Regions from separate parts of the Mus musculus genome. Here region 2 is linked to region 1. A link is a contact called in public Hi-C data. All regions are on one chromosome and are shown on one strand. The core of a region is the stretch at or near the end of the contact, and the rest is flanking DNA. Distances in the headings are between cores, read along the strand shown. Region 1 overlaps Fmn2 (formin 2). Region 2 overlaps Grem2 (gremlin 2, DAN family BMP antagonist).

Region 1 (7,151 bases), core at 2,554-5,053:
GTCTCCGCCTGTTTTCACCCCACATCTTACAGTTTTAGAACCACCACTGCTCACATTTGAATATGAAAGTAAATTTCTATTAGTTCACTTTATTTATTTTGTCCTTTAATATGGAAGCTGTGTTAAGAGAATTAGATAAGTTATTTCCATGCCCTCAGTTCCTGCGAGTTCACGGTTAGTCATGAATTCACTAAAGATGGCGCCTATGTAATCTCCACCCAGTGTCCCCTAATAGTAGCATGTCACATAACTATTCTATTTGTCAATGAAAAAAATACATTTAGGAAGCACTTGAAATTTCTGTGTCAAGTGATGAGCATAGAGGAATGGTTAGAGGTGCTTACCCATTCTGGTACTGCAAGGATAAGTCCTAACTGGCTGACTTATCCACATAAGATTTAAGGTGGTTTATATAAAAGTCCTGTGCTATCTCAGAGTTGAGCAGGGACATGGAAAGGGGAGAAGGAAATGAAACAAAGAATGTTCTCCAACCACAATAGAATCATTTTAAAGTTCAACACCATAAAGACAACAGAAACACAATTGAAAAAAATTTCTAAACAGCTGACAGGTCAGAGAGCATGTCTCAAGGGGAAACAGAAGAGACTCTGGACCAAAAGTGACAACAATTTAAGCAATGCACCTAGGTTAAACTTAGTTAAAAGTTCGAAGCATCGAATGCTTATATTAAGAAAGAAGTGATTCCTAAAATAAATGATCTACCGTAGAGAATATTTTCTACTATGAAAGGTACAATTCAGACCTGAAACTTGAAGAAAAAATACTATTTTTATTTTATTATTTATTCTTAGAGCAGAAACCAATAAAATTAAAAATAATAACACAAATTTTAAAAAAACAGTAGAATTATAAAGCTATCTCTTCAAATAGATAAACTTGAAAATATGTCCAAGGTTAGCACAGACATGTGTAAGGAAGGTTTCATAGACATCCAATAAAGCAATCTCATGACCTATGTTCTGTCCACACATTTGACAACTCAGGGGAAATCGATCAATTTTCTAGAAGACACAAGCTACCAAATATTTCATAAGGAATCTGAAGCACAATCCACTAACCACAATCTACTAATAAAATTAAGTCAACAGTTGATGATATCCCCCAAAAGAAGACAGAATTGTAAATACAGAATTCCACCAAATATTAAAAGAAATGACACCTTCTCTGTACAAACATTCCCAGGAAATAGAGAAGAAACAGTTGCTAATTTATGCTGCACGGCCAGCTTTACCTAAATACCAAGAAAAAGACAGGACACCAGGGAAAACTATGGGACAACATTTGTCTTAGACACAAATAAAAAGTTCCATAAAATATTAGCAAGTGGAATACAACATGAATAAAGGTTTTATAATATAACCAGTTAAAATTCCAGCTATGCAGGATGGAGTCCACATTTAAATAAAACATAATATATATTTAAAATATATAGTATTTATTTTATACTTGTAAAATTTACAATAAAGCTAAGATATGTGAGATAGTATTGCATAAACCTTACAAACATGTATCAGATCTATATGATTCGAATGATTCAGCACTATCATGGTCACAGTTCCTCCCTAGTTTAATGAAAACCAATCATATCTTTGATAAGCTATCAGATTCTAATGTTTATTTGGAAAAACAGAGGTGTCATTATAGCCAGTGCCTTCCCAAAGTACAATGATGTGAGAGAGCTGCAGTGCCTTGCTGTCAGACTTAATACAATGAGCAAGTCAGCATAGCTGAAGAATAGATGCAGAGCAATGAGACAGAATAGACTGTCAGGGAACAGAGGTATACACATAAGATCAATTCATTTGTGACAAAGCAGCTCAGTCAAATCAACGGAAAAATAAATTCTTCCAATAAATGATGATGGGACAGTTGGATGTCTACATAAAAAAAAATTAAAAGAAACTAGAGAGGCAACAGGCTCCCATTTTCCATGGAAACCAAAAAGTGGGTGGTTATTAACTTGTAGGATGGTAAAGAAAGGTACAGGTTTGAAGGTACTTCATTACTTGGGAATCAGTACAAAGATAATAATAAACTAATCAATAAAGACAGTATCTAAAAGTAAAAAAAAAAAACAAAAAACAAAAAAACAACAACAAAAACGCATTGTTTTTACAGAAGCCCTGAGTATACATCTTTTACATCTTCATAGCTCCCATATTGGAGCAGGAAAAACAGAGTTGACCATGGGCCTCACCCTCTATGCCTTGAAATCGACCACTTCCCAGAGCTAATGAGCAAACACAGGAAGGACATAGATGTAACCCTGGAACTTGTAACCCTGGAAGACACAAAGTCTTCCCCAAGATGGCTGCCTTGAGGACTTCTCATTGCCATTGCCAAAGATTCTTATAACTCCCTCCTGTTCCCTCCTTCCTCTCCCTCCTCTCCCTCCCCTCCTCTCCCCTCCCCTCCCTTCTCTTTCATTCTCTACAGTTCGGACATGTAACTGTTTCCATTTCATTTAGCATCCTTCCTGCTTTGCACAGTGCATTTACTTGTCTTGACACTGGCTTCCTAGATAACTTTCACTAAGCAGTAGTGTCATAAATAACATGAATGATCAGCCAGGAGGGTAGGGTACAGAATAGATCATTCAGTGCTCATCTGTCCAGATCAGTATATGTGTGACTGATATACAGTGGCTATGTAATTGTTAGTGTTATCACCAGAGCTGACCTAAGAAAACATCCTGTTTTAGGAACGTCCTTGCAGACTACTGAAAATATGATTGAATAAAGTGATATAGAAAGTGGAATTGACTCATTATTGAAAGGTTGCATGGATGCCCTGGAGAAAGACAGTGAGGTACTCAGGACACTAAAAACAAGGTTAAGGCTACAGACATGCATCTTAGAGAGAACGAAATTATGTCCCCTATTTATTAATAAGGCAGAAATAATAAGCAATTAAGACAATATCAATAGTTAATACCACAGAGTACCAGGGATGTTTAAATGTTCAAATTAGGCCTGCTCAAATTGAGATATCTACATGGAAACTTGAACAGATGCTCAAAATACAAGTTTATAGGGGCCATTCACTGTTCTCTAAGAAGAGCTAGCATTTCTCCTAAGCCAGAAGACACTGTTAGACCCCTTTCCTAGACACTGTCTTAGCATTTTGCTTAGATGTCAATATAATAAGTAAAGCTATATTTAAGCAAAAGCCAGATTTGCAAGTTCTAGGTTTGACAAGGAAAGGAAGAGATTATATGGCTTTTCTATTACAAACTAAAAATAAGTGATAGTCAATGAAGAGGGTAGATGGTATACCAAAGGTACCCTGGCATATGGAAGCAGAAGTAACAAAGAAAACTCCAAGAACCAGGCAGGCTCTTGTATGTTATGTGTGGCCAGAAAACTGAGCAAAGATTATTCCACAGAGGAGCCCAGAGGACCTACCATTCAGTATGGCCACCAGGAATGCAGTGGTCAAAGGGCCTCGATATAGCTGAACACAGTGGCTGGACCTCTCTGTAAGCCAAGGGTGTGGGGGATTGTTGGGCTCAGTGTAAGCTACTGAGACATAGGACTCTAATAAAGTAGGAGCCAAGAGGTAATGCTCAATGGCCAGAGCCTGGGAACCACACTTACCATAATCACTGAGGAAGCCAAGGACGCTGTGGATACGGTTAATAGAGCATGACATCCTTAGGGGCAAACAAATGTATTGCTCAATGCTTGAAACTTAGGAAAAAGGCAAGAGTAGAGGGTCAGGAGGCTAAGAGGGGTGACTCTGCTAGAAAATCCATGATTCATCAATTGGTTCTCAGAACTACGCTAATTTGGGTCCAGAATCCACTGACCTGACCGAAGGCTTCTAGTCCCTGTGAGGAAGGGCATGAAACACTGAAGCAAGAATAAAGTGAAATGGATCTGGGTAGATGCTTGAGGGGGGAAATGCTGGCTGCACAAGCACAAGGTCCTGAGTTTAATCTTCAGCACCCATGTGATAGCCAGGCACAGTGACCTGTCCCAGATCTGGTATGGCTCAGCCAGGGGATTCTGGAGCTCATTGTCTACCAGTCTAGGCAATGTGACAAGCCTCAGGGTCAGCATGAGTTTGTTACAGAACACAAGATAGATTGTGACTGTAAAAAAGTAGCTGAAGTTGACCTCTGTTCTGACTTACACACACACACACACACACACACACACACACACACACGCAATTTTAAAAGAATACACTATAAGTATTCTTCCAGTCCTTCCCCAAAGGGAGCTTATAGCCATGACTCTGATATTCCTACACGTTAGACAATAGGAAATATTCAGACATACTGAGGACCCTGGAACATGAGGGTACCCAGAGACACAACCATCCTGGTCATTTTACTCTTATGGGAACGCACAGGCTCAGGGGCAGGCAGAATCCAGACATGCAGGCAGCAGGGATAGCTTTCACAGGGGCAGAGAAAAGCTGACAGTAAAATTGTCAACGTGTTGTAACAAACACTGCCCTGAAAGAGCTGATAGGTACTTTTGGTGGCATCAGGCAAAGTAAAAATTTAGACAAATACCCAAAATGACACAGCACTTAAAATAAGATTAGTTCAAGAAGTTGGAACAACTTTGAATTTGGGAATATAAAACAAAAACACTGGAAAAATAAACAGAGCAAATGTCAGGACGTTTAGGAGACAGTGACATGTTTACCTTACTTGCCTTCTGATGTCTTTATGCGCCTTTAACTGTCTGGCAGGAGATGCAGACAGAATAAATCATGAGAGATAGAAAAATATTTAAACAAGTTTATCAAGTCACTCAAAAATAGTCAAGCTGGGTGTTGAGGTGGCATGTGCCTACAATTCCCTGCTGATGCAGGAGGATCACCATAAGTTCATAGCTAGCCTGGGCTGAAAGTGAGACTGTGTCAAAAAAAAGAAAGAAAAAAAGTCCAAAAAAAAAACAATAAACAAATACAGGCCCTTACACCTAACACAGGAACACAGTGTTCCAGTGAAATGATACAATAGACATGTATTGACAATTCTCAAGAACACAAGTCCTAAAATTACACAGAACCGTTTCTCTTGATGACGTTTTTATTCAACTAACAATGAAAAATGCACTTTTGAAAATCTTTTTTTTTAATATTTGGAAATTTAAAAGCACATGTCTATAGATATCCTGTGCAGCCCAGTGTGGAGGTAAGCACTTGTAATCCTAGCACTTGGGAGATGGAGGCAGGAGGATTGCAGGTTTGAAGTCAGATCCTGTGGCAGGGTGAGTTTCAGACTAGCCTAGACTACAGATTCTGCCTCAAAAGCAAACTCAAAACCAAACCCAGACATCAAAAACAAAACCAGAATGCATGTGTCAAATTCCTAACAGACTTTAGTGAAAGAACTACTGAATAATGTTTACTAGCAGAAACATAAGCTAATCTGGAAAAAAGGGTAGTAAAAAGAAAAATTCACTAAACATCATTAGTAGATCAATAAAACTTAATTGTTAGACTGTTATTGATTTTAAGTTTAAGATGATTATAAAAACACTGTCCTTATGGTATCTAGAAAGAGGAAGAAAAACAACACAACCACATTCTGTGTTAGGAAATGCCTGAATTAAGGATAACGACTTCTCAGATAAAATCTGAGAAATAAGAATTTGTAAAATACTTCAACAAAAATTGAGAAAAAAAGTTTTCTATCAAGTGAAAAATAGGAAAGCAAACTTATAAAAACTAAAAAAAAATTCAACACTTGAGCACATACCAATTTTCTAGGAATTAATAAAATATGCCAATAATCCAACAATTATAAAGAAAACTGATATATTACAAAGTTCTTTTTTAAAATGAGTATTAAATCAAGATAATAAAAAGGGAGTTGAGAGCTGCTGTGATGGCATAGCAGACAAGTGACTGTCACACAGGTTGATGAACTGAGTTTAATACATGGATGTCAGAGTAGCAGACAATAACTGATTCCACAAAGCTGTGTGGCCTCAACAGGTACATCAGGGCATATGAGTGCCCCATCACACACACACATTAATAATAATAAAAATGACAATAATAAATACATTTTAAAGGCTAGTTCTGCAGTTGTAGATTAATTAATATGTTTATAGAATTAAAGGACAAAATGGAAAGTTCTACAGTTATCCTTGAGGCTTACAGTAAAATCTACAAACCAACAATGACAAAAAAATTTGTTAACTTTAAAAATTTTTACTTTTATTATTGGATTTGACTTAATGCACTCTCCATGAGATGAAACCCAGACCAGACACTACTTGAGCGACCAAGAACCAGACACTAGGGTAAAAACAAATACTACTGTTTAAAACATAGCAACAAAAGGGCACCTAATGACATCCTGCTATACTCAGAGATCAGTGCCTTGCTAGGCCATCATCAGAGAAACTTCCTCCTGTGGCAGATGGGAACAAATACAGGAAGCCATAGCTAGACAATATGCAGAAAGTGAGAGAACATGTAATACTCAGCCCTAGATGGAATTTCTCTATCAAATACCTCCCCTCAGGGCTCAGGCAACACTACGGGGAAGAGTGTAAGAGCCAGATGGGATGGAAGTCATGGAGAAAACAAGCCCCTTTAGATGAACTTGAGCTAAGCTCATATGCACTTACAGAGACCAAAGCAGCAAGCACAGGACCTGTATATGTCTTCACCAGTTTCTGTGTTTATATTATGGCTTCCAGTTTAGTGATTTTATAGGATTCTAAGTGTACAAATGACTGGGTCTCTGATTCTTGTCCTTCTCTTAGGCTCTTTTCCTTCTGTTTACTAGATTTTACTTTTAAAATATGTTACCTTTCACAAATTTCGATGCTATGGAAGTTTGAAAAATGTCATTATTTTATGTATCAGTAAGAAAGATAGCTTAAGATGAAGACTCTTCATAATATAGGCCTCCCCATCCCAAACACACATGTATCATAAACCAGGATTGCAAAGGTTTCATGGAAAAGTAAACGAGAAAGCAAGCCATGGCTGAAAGGGAAAGTAAGGAAATTTACTTACTTATCTCAGCTCTGGCCCCAGTACACAGATGAAAACTTAAGAAATTCCCTTGAAGATCTGACTCATAAACCAGACCAAAAAATCCTGCAGGGCTTCCATCTGAACTCAATTACCAGATTTCATTAAAAACAAAAACA
Region 2 (7,151 bases), core at 2,027-4,526, 140 kb before region 1:
GATTTGTATAGCATTAGAATGGATTATCTCTGTGATCCATGTGCTCAAGTTGTCTCCCACTCCCAAACCAGTGTCTCCTGTAACCTAAATGCCTCATTTGGACTGGCTTATTTGATCATACTTAGAATTCCTTTAAGTAGCAGATGAAACCTCTGGACAGGACTCAGGAAAGAAATGAGTCTGTCAGAGTCTACTCTCAATCATTGGTGGACAAGAGGAACTAGAGAAAGCACCCAAGGAACTAAAGGGAACTGCAACCCTATAGGTGGAACAACAATATGAACTAAGAAGTACCCCGGAGCTCTTGACTCTAGCTGCATATGTATCAAAAGATGGCCTAATAGGCCATCACTTGAAAGAGAGATCCATTGGACTTGCAAACTTTATATGCCCCAGTACAGGGGAACGCCAGGGCCAAAAAGGGGGAGTGGGTGGGTAGGGGAGTGGGGGGGTGGGTATGGGGGACTTTTGCTATAGCATTGGAAATGTAAATGAGCTAAATACCTAATAAAAAATGGGAAAAAAGGAAGCACTTGGCACTTTTTAGTCAGACATATAGATAGAATATACACCATAGCATATATACCACAGCCAGACATCTCCCTGGGAAAGGCTTCCCAATAAATAGTGGACACAACTTTCAACCAACCATTATTGGTTGGTGAGAGAATGGACGGTTGGGTAGGAAGATGGATGTCCAGGCAGATTGGTTGGATGAGGTATAGCAGTCCAGTGTCTCCAGGTGACTCAGCAGGCAAATGGACTCTTCCTAGTAGACCAAGTTTTATCCACTGAAGAAGCAGCAAATGTATCCAGGGAAGAACACCCATATTTCATGGTAGCTCCATTCACACTTGTCCAATTCCAGTCAAGGTAACATGCCATTGCCAAAGAGAAATGTGCCTGTGGAAAAATAGACCAACTAATACCAAGTTTTATTTTTATAGAAATTGGGAGCAAACATTTTCAATTCTATTCTTGGAGTCGAATGAGACACCACTGCAGATGACTGATGTGTGAATAGGCACCATATGGATTTGTACAAAGGGAGGAAAATAATCCACAGTTGTAAAAATATCTCTGGTCTTCTTACTGGTGATATGTGCCCACATGGCTCTGTCAGGTGGTTTCGCTATATAAGAGATTATTCCTGGACTAATAGAAAAATTTTCCTTTTATAGTGGTTGTATGCTTTCCCATATTATCATCGTAGCATGCAAAAATCTCACAACTTCAGAAATTCAAAAGATCAAAGGCAGAGAGGCCACTAAGCTCTCTGCACCCACCACACACCAGCACAATAGTTTGGCTACTAGAAATGCTTTTCGTTGCAACACAAAAGTGGACTTTTATAATCACCGAGCAGCACTGTGAAAGCTGATAGGCATTCCTAATTCTTCCATTAGATATTGCCCTTGTTGTTTGATGGCAGTAAAATTCAGATTGTCTCCATATGATGAAATGCTGGCCAGCTGAGGCCTGGAGCTCTAGAGTTGATATTAACTGCAGTGGTGTTGGACTGATTTTCTGTTTCAAATGACAGCCAGAGCTATCAAATAAACCCAGTGATATTTATTAGGGTGGCTTCTGAATATACAGAGTGTGATTCATGACAGAGACTAATCTTGCTAAAGTAAAGGGAAAGATGTTTTCCATCTGCATAGCTGCCTCAGTAGCTGGCATAGAGCAGACAGTCAGACCACATTGGGTGGATGCTTAAAGACCTTACAGCATGAAGATTGGAAGTAAAGGTCTCTGTTGAAACGTGACAGAGTCACAGACGGTGCCAACAGTTTGGTCAGTGGTTTAGAATGTAAGCCCTTTTGTCAACGTTCTGATTTTGCATGTTTCATCAATTTTTATTGAGCTTTTGCATGTGCCAGGCACTAGAAATAGAAAAAGGATAGGATATTGCCCTACCTTCCAGGAGCTCCCTGCTTACCTATGAAAATAAGAAAGTAAATAAAATATCAACAAGTAAGTAAGGCAGGCAAGAGCTACAGATATAACCCAGTGGTTGTACGTTACCTAGTGTGTGCCAATCCCTACATTTGCTCCCCGAGACTACTAAACAATGAAGTATAATATGTAAAGTAAGCCGAGTACATACCTGTAATCCCAGCATATTCAGAATGTGAAGCACAAGGATCGATGTACATTCCAGGCTAATTAGTGGTACTCTCAAGCCTCTGTCTCAAAAATAAAAAGCAAGGGCTTTTGGAGAGGTGGCTCAGTGGCTAAGATTGCTTGCTGCTCTTCCAGAGTACTTCAGTTCTGTTCCCCACATCCATGCCAGGCAGCATAGACACATGTAACAGCAGCTCTGGGGAATATGGTGCCCTCATCTGGCTTCTGCAGGCACCTGCATGTGTGAGGTATACACACACACACACACACACACACACACACACATAGGGGCGGGGTGGGGGGGAGAACGGGACACCACCATCACCATCAAAATAGTCTAAACAGCCTGTGAGCAAAGCAAATTGGAACAGGGTGACCATAAGAATTTGCATCTCTGGTTTTTCTTAACAAGGGTGATCACGTAAGCATGCACCGTGCTGAAGAATATTGCCAGCTCCCAGTCCTCAGCAGTGTAGAGCTTTCACACACCCTCTCTTCAGCAGGTTAGCTTATTGGTTGTCACGTGTCATTTTGGAATGCAGTTTCTTCCCCCACAGTGTCCTGTGAAGTTTCAATGCTTAGAGTTAGTGGTGGCTACACCATCTGGATGATTTGCAGACTTGAGCCTCGAGAGTCACCTTTGGCAGCCTGTGCTCTCCACACGCTAAGCTCTGGCTATTGTCTTTTGCTGTATTCCAGAGCCAAAGGCCTTGGCCTTGGTTGTTTTTGTTTGTTTGTTTGGTTGGTTGGTTGGTTTTGGTTTTGGTTTTGTTTACCTGCTTGATGTCCTGTAACTCCAATCATAAAAATCCAAAGATCACTGGAATCCAGGCAAATCACAGTCAGGTGTAACTCCTTAGAAAAATATGGTCCAAGGAACAATGACACAGAAAAGTCACCATGTTCTTTGTTTCTTGTTTCATATCTGACATTGCCTGGGTTTTTAGTGTAGAAGAGAGCAGGGCCCAACAGGTGAGGTGTTTCCAGCCTCTGTGTACTTGAACACCAGCCAGAACACAGGATTGGGAAAGTGACTGCCCAGAGGTCAGACTCCCCGTTTTTTTCCCCCTTCTCCTCCACAAGTGCACAAGGAGCTAACCAAATGTTTGTTTTTCTATCAGAGCACGAGTTTGGGTACATCTACGTGACTAACAGCAGCTGAGTGGAAAGCCTGTTTCATAACAGGGCCTTTACCTGAGTGCGTTAGGCTGTACTTGGTAGCATGGTTAACAAAGAACATTCACCTCATAAGAGCAGGTTGGTGCCCAGCAGTGACCTTTGGTAAGCAGCGAGTGGGATAGTCAAGGTTAGGATTGGCCCCTGGAGAAACACAGGGGTCCCTTCAAACACAAGTTTTCCTTCATGGCAAAGAATGTATGAAATAATGCATTGGATTTGGGATTTGGCATTTCACTAGAAGGCAGAAAGACCATCTCTTCACTGAATTGAGGAATGTCCCTGGTACCCCAGTAACAAGTAGAACAAAGTCAGTGTCTATTGATCAGTAAGCCCCTTCAAAACTAACAACTGCCACGGCTGATTTGGCACTCATTATGCCAGGAACCAAGTCTAATCTTCCAAATGCATTGCAGACGGTGAATATCCGTGTTCTTCGCAAGAAGAGTGTCAAGTTGACGGTCCTTCATCAAAAATTAGCTCTGTATCTTGTCCATGAACCACCAAACACTTGTTCTGGGCCTCCATGCTGGGCTCTGACCCAGGTTCAATGTTAAATGCTAACTACAATCACATTTACTTTTCAAAGCCACTCAAAGCCGCACCGCCAATCGTGAGGGTCTGGCATCCAGAACAGGTTTCAAAGCCTGTGCTCTCTGTCCATTTGCTAGACCTGCTTCAGACAGCTCCAGGATGCCCAGGATGCACAACTTGGCCCAGGTTGCCTTCTCTCTGGGATTTCTGGAGACTCTTAATAAGGAATGACACTTTTGTTGTCTAAGTCAGAACATGATTTGGAAAGTAAAATACTATAGGGCGATTTAGTGATTGATCTAAAAGTAAAATACTGTGGCTGGATTGTCCACATTTTCACAGGAGGGAGGGGACACCAGGGAAATGGGGACACAGAAGGGATGGGGCAGACTTCTGAGAAGGCAAAAATATCAAAGAAAGGAGCTGTGAGCTGGTAAAGTGAACATCCTCTTTGCTCATGCCTTTGGTGTGGGCCAAGCTGTCAGGCACATGCTAACCTGTGTGTGCAAACTCAACATAGAATCCTGGGGTGGTGTTCCCTCAATCAAGGATGTGCTGAACAGCACACACCAACTTTGGTCTTCTCTGAAAATTTAGTTTTGGATTTATTAGACTTCTTTGTTGCTTTCTGGAAAGTTCTACCCATGTGGGACTGTCCTTCTAATCATTCTAAATTGCAAAGGATTTTCCAGGTCACTTTTCTCATCCTCTTAGATTTCCATCAAATATTCATCCCAAGTTTATTTTTCAGGAAAACAAAGACTAAAGAACAAACTGAGTCTTACCCTTCCATTCTCCTGCCAGCTACAAAGGTTAAGCATTTCCTCTGCAGAATGGACTCCTGTCACATATAGCTGCTGGCTTAGTGCGCTGTGTGCATCGCTGGCTAAGGAACTCTGATTCTGGGAATCGAGCTGATGAGACTGTTCTGAAAACTAGGGTGATTGTAACATTTATCATCCAAACTAGATTGCTTTCAGAGCATAGGGGAGGGTGCTATTAATAAACTGCCCGGGACAACAAGCAGAGCTGGAGCTGTTGCAGGGCAAATCAGGACATGAAAAAAAGTGCATACTGGTCAATACTATATTGTCAGCCCTCCAGTAACACAGTCTCGGTCAGACCATATCTTATTTAATAGACTCTGAGGACAATCATGCCCACTCATTTACAAATATTGAGGGCCTACTGTGTTCTTGATGTTCCTAACTGGGGGAAGATCTGCTAGATTCCCCAAGAAAGATTCACAGTTCAGAGACCATGAAAATGTGACTTGCAGATATTTGTGCAGCAACAGTACTAACCAATTCTCTTAAGAACTTTACTCATGACACCTGCTCTGTTGATTTTGCTCATCACCTATTTAATCCCCACATAATCCCATGAGGAAGAAGACCCAGACTCGGTAAGGTGAATTTTTCCAGGGTACCCCAATATATAGCCAGTGGAGACAGTTAGTTCTCAATGTATGTGGTTCTGAAGGCTGAGCTCATAGTACCATGCCTTCCATGGTTCTCCACAGAGAACACAAGATCCATGCCATTGTACAGGACCCTAGAGTCCACAGACCACAGACCAGTCTCATTCTCCACTACTCACTGCTGGGAACACAGAAGGGAGGAAGGCTCCTCAAAAGAGGGGACAGTTGAGATGAGCCTGATTGGACTCTCAGAGGGCTGAGTGGAGACACGAAACTCAGTTTCAAGCCTCACAGTTTGGGGTATTGGTCAGGAGAGTAAATTTGTCCCTGACAGTACTGGTAAGAGGAGAATAATGAAACTGTACGGCTTGGCTCCGCCATGGACAGCAGGAAGGGCCCAATGTCTAAAGCATCAAAGACACACATAGAGCATCACTCACAAAGACATTCCTGGGGAAAGGCTCTGTTCCTTTTCACAACCATTGAATCCTCCACATCACTGAGGAACACATCCAGGAAAACATCAGCAGGTTCAATTCATCAGACAACATGAAACACGGGAGCTTTATTGGAGACAGGATCACATCGATCCCAGGCTCATAGACCCTCAGAATGGCTAAGTGTTCAGGGATATCCTGACAATCTTTTGCCTCCACATCCGAAGTGCTGCAGTTCCAGACTCATCCCACCAAGCCTGGTTTAAATGGTGCTGAGAACTGAACCTGGTGCATCTTGTATGCTAGGTAAGCACGCAGCCCACTGAGCTCCACTCCATCCCCAGCTATGTGAACTCGGAAGACAGCCGAGAAGCATCGTTTCCATTAAGAAGTTTTAAAGCTTAAAATTATTATGTCGATCTCTTTGAAAAGTATCGTTTATCTTCAAAATGTCTGAAAAGCTGGCATTAGGATTATTCTTTTTGCTACCCATGGGTACAAACAAAGTAGTTACAGGATAATCTCTCATCATGTGAATGGCATATGAGATGAATTGGAGCTCAGAATTCTAGCTGTGTTACCTTTAAAAATCATGAATGCACTCATCAGTAATCGTCCATTGCAGATGAAATTCAATTAAAAAAATCGTCTTAAGTGGTGGCACACATCCATATTATCATTTGAGAGGGAGGATTATAATTTTGAGGCCCACTTGAGCTACAAAGAAAGATGCTGTCTCAAAAACAAAATCATCCTGCATCACTCTTCCCTGACACACTGACAATTGCTCAGATGTATGTTTCACGCCAGGGTAAAGATGGCTCATCTCCCAGCATCTTCCTCGGAATTGACAGTTCTTCCCACTGTAGCTGGGAGTCCAGTCTCCTATCATCTAATTTTATATCTTTAGAACAAAATTGTATGATTTTATAGCCATTTGTAGACTCTTGATTAAAACAAACAAACACACAAACAAACAAACAAACAAACAAACAAACCAAAAGCCTATTCAAACATTTTAAAAGGGAACTTCGTCCTGTGGCAGAGTTCTGAGCCATTTACTTTCCATCCCGAGCATTAGAAGTAGCAGCATACCTTGCAGGAAATCTAGAAGCCAGGTTTTCAGGGATGGTCCTGGACCTACTAGGTTGGATGCTAGAAATGTGTCAGAACTTGACTAGATGGCCTGCGTATACATGTACACACCCATTTAAAAAAAAACAATCATGGTTATGACAAAACTAGTTATGACCAGTCTTTACCAGATCATCAGGAAATTTACCAGACCTGTCCCTTAGTTGAAATAATGACCAGGAAATGTTGGAAGTGGAAGATGAAGGAATAAAAGAATAAAGAAATCAAGAGGAATAGCCACCTAAAAGTAGTGTGAGATTTCTTTATACACACTGGGCAGTAAGATTGATTCCTACAAGTCAGTATCTATTGCTAGACACTTA

Evidence for each region. A called contact is a pair of places that touch in the nucleus more often than the background predicts.
Region 2: a contact with region 1 is called in a Hi-C map of liver, with 5 times the contacts expected there. The contact joins two enhancer-like sites. A contact is called at or near these places in 1 of 39 promoter capture datasets (liver), 6 of 484 Hi-C or Micro-C datasets (beige adipocytes, embryonic fibroblasts, liver and 1 more) and 1 of 115 datasets of contacts at active chromatin or transcription factors (liver).

What each region holds. Positions count from the first base shown.
Region 1 is chr1:174,763,488-174,770,638 of GRCm38.p6, reverse strand. All of the region lies in intron 15 of Fmn2 (formin 2), which reads right to left. Among named protein-coding and RNA genes, the nearest start is that of Gm51689, 10 kb to the right of the region's middle. Within about 2 kb of position 3,803, at least 5 of the 459 cell types and tissues checked have an H3K27ac peak or open chromatin away from gene starts, as enhancers often do. A contact at or near this core is called in liver, where this site is marked.
Region 2 is chr1:174,903,921-174,911,071 of GRCm38.p6, reverse strand. The region is part of intron 1 of Grem2 (gremlin 2, DAN family BMP antagonist); the gene reads left to right. Among named protein-coding and RNA genes, the nearest start is that of Grem2, 14 kb to the left of the region's middle. Within about 2 kb of position 3,276, at least 9 of the 459 cell types and tissues checked have an H3K27ac peak or open chromatin away from gene starts, as enhancers often do. A contact at or near this core is called in liver, where this site is marked.